Linked DNA regions of Sus scrofa: region 1 is linked to region 2. The links are chromatin contacts, called in public HiChIP or PLAC-seq maps. All regions are on one chromosome and are shown on one strand. Each heading gives the region's core, a stretch centred on a gene start, on an enhancer-like site or on the middle of the called end of the contact. The rest is flanking DNA. Distances are from core to core; before and after follow the strand shown. Region 1 overlaps XRCC4 (DNA repair protein XRCC4). Region 2 has its middle 140 kb from the start of TMEM167A.

Region 1 (2,700 bases), core at 130-2,629, 410 kb after region 2:
CCTGCTGTACAGTAGAAAATTGACAGAACACTATAAACCAGCTGTAATGGAAAAAAATAAAAATTAAAAAAAAAAACAATGTCATATGAAGAGGCAATCAAAGTATATAATCAGAAAGTGTAGGAAGAAATATTATAAGCATGCCTCAGGCAATTAAATAATAAAATATGTTATGGGGGCTTTGTCTGCTTCAAGTTTTGCATTTGTACTTTTTTTTTTTTGTCTTTTGTCTTTTGTCTTTTGTTGTTGTTGTTGCCATTTCTTGGGCCACTCCCACGGCTTATGGAGGTTCCCAGGCTAGGGGTCGAATCGGAGCTGTAGCCACCGGCCTACGCCAGAGCCACAGCAACGAGGGATCCGAGCCGCGTCTGCAACCTACACCACAGCTCACGGCAATGCCGGATCCTTAACCCACTGAGCAAGGGCAGGGACCGAACCCGCAACCTCATGGTTCCTAGTCGGATTCATTAACCACTGCGCCACGACGGGAACCCCACATTTGTACTTCTTGATACCTGATTTTGTATTCATCAGTTTTTATTATGTTTTTAAATAGGGCCTAAAAATTGTATAAGCTTCAACCCCTCCCCCAACAATAAAGCCTGGATTCTTTCCTGACAAAAACAGAACATAATTTATTATCTCAATAAATTATTCCAGTACAAAAAAAAAAACAAAAAACAAAAAACATGGCTGTGGACCCTTATTTCAATGAGCTCTACATTGAACTTCAGTATATAAAACATCAAAAGAAGACTTTGGTTAAGGCAGGATCCTGGAGTTCTGCCCCCTCATCCTTTAGGAACAAACTTGTAAGTCATTTGTCCAGTGATTAAGAGAACAGATTCAAGGATCTTTGGAGTTCCCTGGCGGCATGGTGGTTAAGGATCCAGCATTGAGCATTGTTACTGCTGTGGCTTGGGTAGTATCCTTGGCCTGGGAACTTCTGTATGCTGCAGACTCAGTAGGGAAAAAAAAAAAAACAGTTGAGTTTAAACCCATTTCTGGGTGACCTTTGGGGAATGTCTTCTTCTCCCTGACCTTCAGTTTTGTCATTTCTAAAATGCAGCCAATAAGCCCACATTGCAGATGGTTCTGAGGATTAAATGAGCTCATGTAAAACAGGATTGAGCACAGTGCCCGGTGCACGGGAAGAGCTGTGTAAGGTAACAGGTTATTAGTGTTAAAATGCCACTTCCATTTTAGCCAAAATTGTTACAGAGGAGGGATGGGGTCAGGATGATGCGGAAGGCAACAAAAGCTGGTACTGGTGACTAACTAGACACTCCCCTGAGGGCAGTGGAACAGTCTTGTAAACTGAGTTAAATCATTCCCTGGTGCGGCTGACCATGACTAATACAGCTGAAGGGAGTTGGCCACCCTTGTGTAAGGCTTTGTTGGGAAGTTGACCGGACTCTGTGTGCGGAAATTCAGGTCAACGATGAGCGCTAATCCTGTAACTCCTGCCACAGTTCTTATCTTAGAAGAAACTCACCCATTTCCAGAAGAAATTTCAGCCTTTAAGATATGCTAAATTTTCTGGGAATTCCTAACAGGCTTCCTAGAGTGAAATACACTCCATTAATACTGTGTTAATAGCCTTTTGATGAGGCAGGTTGCACTGGTATATAAAATATTAGCATGGAGAGAGGCAGAGGATGTGATAGATGACAAGTAATGGGAATATGAACTGGAAAACTCATGTCGAGAACAGAAAAATGGTCCCCTTGCACTGCAATATTTGATTTCTTTCATTTTTATTCTACTCAGAGTGCAGAGAGGCACCATATTTCAACCAAGTGTGTGAGAAAGGTATTGGCATTAAATAAAGAGCTAGCAATGAGAATGATTTCTTGGAAGTGACTAAAATACATTTCCTCATTTTTTACATATTGCTCCAGATAGGATTGCACAACCAGTGATCTCGCAAGAAATAAGACCTCCATTGCAAATGGTATCTGCCATCAAGATATAAAAGAAAACGCACAAGCCAGTAAAACTGAGGAAAGTTAATTGTTTTCCCCCCTTAGATTTAATCTGTCTAGACTCACTTCATCTTGGTCTGACTTGCTGATCCCAAACCTGGATAAATCGCCAAGACCTTGCTAGGATCCCAAGAAAGGGCAAGACCCCCTAACTCAGGTTATAGCTGTTTCAGAGCTACTTCTGCTTCTTCAGACTCCTTATCATCTGTGACCACTGAGGCTTCTTAAAGGGTATTGCTAAGGACTTGGCATTGAGGGCATATGTGAGCTTAGGCACTAAGTATCAGATTCTTGTTGCAGAGTCCCTGACACTCTCATTCTCAGAGCCATGGCTCTTAAGCGGTGGCTTCTGTCAGTCATGGAAGGTGTCCTCCTGCTTAGAAGAAAGGTAGATTTCTCCCTCAAAGCATGTCACACCCAACTGTCCATGTCTGCATCATGGGTCACTCAGATGTGCTCCCTGAGGTGCGTGCTGGAAACAGAGACATCATCATTATTTCCTCCTTCCTTTACTTATACTTTGAAGAGACAGAAGAGAGCAGGTACCTTTCAAGGTCCCTGCTGTCTGTCCAAGTGTGTCTCTGCTTATGAAGAGTGTCAACAAGCTCAAGAGAACTCATAACTCCCTTCTGGCTTTAGCCACATCTTGTTCCTACTTCAGTGTTTTCTAAATTGGGGAAAGGCTCCATTATCATAGTTATTATTGAATCTTCCA
Region 2 (2,700 bases), core at 57-2,556:
TATAATTCTTTTTTTTTTTTTTTGCTGTTCTATAATTATCTTGGTTACTTAGTTAATGTCTTTCTTCCCCATCAGTTTATATGCCCATGAAGGAAGCAATCATGTTTATTTTCCTCACTGTTGTGCTCTCATTTCCTAGCATGGAGGCTATCAAGACATATTTGTTGAATGAAGACTGTTCTGGGACAAACATTCCTAACAGCATGGTTTTAATAGAATTATATGGCTCTGGGCATTGGTGGACTTGTGAAGAGAACTTCAAAGTCAAAACTCCTGTCAGTAAGAGCAGGAAACTGGAGGTTGGTCCCTGACAAGGCCCCTGACTTGGGGCTGCAATAATGCTGAATCCCTGCAGTGGAGGAACAGCCATTGCTTCTCTTCTCTGTCAATAGTGAATTAAGTGTGTGTTTATGGGGCTCACGGTTATTTTCTTTTGAGAGAGTTAATTGATGGAAGGTTAAATAAAGCCACAAGTTTTTACTTAAAGAAAACAGAGAAAATGAAGGATTACTTTAATTATGACCAATGTGTCAAAAGAAATGTTTCCCAAATTAATCTTTTCTGGGAGTGCAACAATTCTTCCTATAATTCATTTTAACGCCTCATAAAAAAAAAAAAAAGGAGGGGGCTCATTCTACCCAATCCTTCTTTTATAGATACACACACAGTGTTCGGTCAGCTCTCACTTAGATTACAACAAGCAACGTGAATTAATTACAGGCATTAAAGCTTTTCTTTCCAAGGTGTTTGCTTTCTAAGGATTAGTTTTCCCACGTTAGCTGCAGGAGGCACCCCTTTCTGGTTAAAGGAGAGGCTTATTCTGGAAAGTGACTAGGAAAGCCTTAGTACCGCTCCCTCTCCTTTAAAATATCCCAAATCCTCCAGGATGTTACACATCCAGTTGTGTCTTTTAAAGGCAGCTCAACTGAATTCTTCCAAGGAAAGAGCAGAACAGTCTTGGAATGGTTTGAGTGTTAACATTTGTTCTTAATCTATCAAAATTCTCCTACTCATGTTCTCAGAGTTTGTGAGTATTCTCTGAAGCCTTTTCAGAGCTGGAAATCAGTCCAATTCCAGTAGTAGGGGAGGGTTGAAAAGGATGGAGGAGGTGTTCTGTCGATTTCTTTTTTTCCTACAATGTTGACGAGTAAGAAAACTCGAAGACCCTACTTAGAGGTCAGTGTTTGTTTTTCTGTTTGTTTGGGTTTTTTTTTTTCTTTCTTTCTGTCTTGGTCTCTCTAAGAGGAACATGTTGGTAGGGGAGGGAGTGTAGAAAAATAGAAAGGGAAGGGGGAAGTGTGGAAAGAGGATGGTCTGAAATTGTGGATGGTACATGTAGGGTGAAACTGTCAGAATTTAAGTAGCTTCCTCTAACTAACCTGCCAGGAGCTCTGCGTGATGACATTGTAATGGTTCTGCAATCTAAAACCCCAGGAAAGGCAAGGAAAAACGGTGGGTGGGGAAATTTGAGGTTTCCTATACAGTAACTTCTGGCCAAGAGCCAGACTCTTTCAGGGTTTAGCAGTCATGTTCAGACTGGCCATGTTTCTTGTTTTGTTTTAACTTTACACACTCATGCAGATTTTCTGGAAGTTCAAGAAGAGAGTTCAGAATGTGTTGGCCTCGCCTGGTATGATTTGTGATAAACAGTAACCTTCTGCAGGGTTTAACAGCAATTAGACAAAGCACACGCAAAAGAACACAGGGTAACTTCATGTAGTATTAAGGAGTCGTCAGCATAAAAGTCCATGAAATACTAGGTCTGTGAGCAATAGCAGAGCAGATCAGCAGAAGAAGTTACTGAAGATAAGTGCCTGAACGTAACGCTGGATATAAGGCAGGCAGCAGGGGATAAAATTCCTATTCAAAAGGAATAGGTCATAAATCTCTATCCCTCGTCCCAGCAGAGGAGGTCAACTAAATGTATAAACCAACTAAGGATCTGGAAAGAGAACAGCAAGTCCTTTCCTTTTCCCCAAATGCAAGAGAAATGGATATAATTTTACAAATAAGTGAGGAATAGATCTTACCAGATCCCCACATCCCACCCCATGGTACTGACACTGATGACTTGCTCTGGGTTGGATGGCTAACTTTAGAGGCTCTTAGCATTGAAAATATTATGAGATCTTCTCCACCAGCAATTTAGAACAATACCTAAAGAGTGAAACACAACTTGCAAGGAGTGCTGAAATCAGAGTAGCTTCTTTCTAGATGTTTTGACTGCAGAAGCTGGATGAGTTCATGGATTGGAGTTTGACTTCTCTTACTGGCGTGGGGTTGGTGGCCCAGCTTTGTTGGTGTCCTGGACCCATGCTGAGTCTGCTGGTTGGCTGACCCTCCCCTGCCTTCCAGATCCATACAGGGCCCCGGAGAAGGCAGAGCGAGAGGGCCCAGGGCCCAGGTACCGATCACTGTGGAAAGCCTTGCAGAATAGTCTTCCTGCAGAAGGGGCTGTTGTTCCTGGGCCTCAGTGCTCTTGCGCAGTGAGGAGGGCATGGAGCAGCTCCCTTCCCTCCATGGGCTGGGCTGCTGCATCCGAGGTGGCCTGGGGGGAGGTGGCGCCCTGAGAGGGCCATGGTGGTCACTTAGCAGTTTAACTTCCAAGCTGCACAGTAAGGCCACTGCAGGGAAAATGTCTGTACTTGAAGTAATCACAGGCTTTCTCTTCTAATACCAGCCTGCCCTGCCAAAGTGTCA

Evidence for each region. HiChIP or PLAC-seq counts read pairs in DNA pulled down with a chosen protein or histone mark.
Region 1: an H3K27ac HiChIP or PLAC-seq map of alveolar macrophages shows a contact between it and region 2. The contact joins two enhancer-like sites. A contact is called at or near these places in 1 of 47 Hi-C or Micro-C datasets (embryonic fibroblasts) and 1 of 2 datasets of contacts at active chromatin or transcription factors (alveolar macrophages).

The regions. Positions count from the first base shown.
Region 1 is chr2:91,625,917-91,628,616 of Sscrofa11.1, forward strand. All of the region lies in intron 7 of XRCC4 (DNA repair protein XRCC4), which reads left to right. Among named protein-coding and RNA genes, the nearest start is that of VCAN, 73 kb to the right of the region's middle. Within about 2 kb of position 1,380, at least 7 of the 83 cell types and tissues checked have an H3K27ac peak or open chromatin away from gene starts, as enhancers often do. A contact at or near this core is called in alveolar macrophages, where this site is marked.
Region 2 is chr2:91,214,200-91,216,899 of Sscrofa11.1, forward strand. No RefSeq gene overlaps it. Among named protein-coding and RNA genes, the nearest start is that of TMEM167A, 140 kb to the right of the region's middle. Within about 2 kb of position 1,307, at least 13 of the 83 cell types and tissues checked have an H3K27ac peak or open chromatin away from gene starts, as enhancers often do. A contact at or near this core is called in alveolar macrophages, where this site is marked.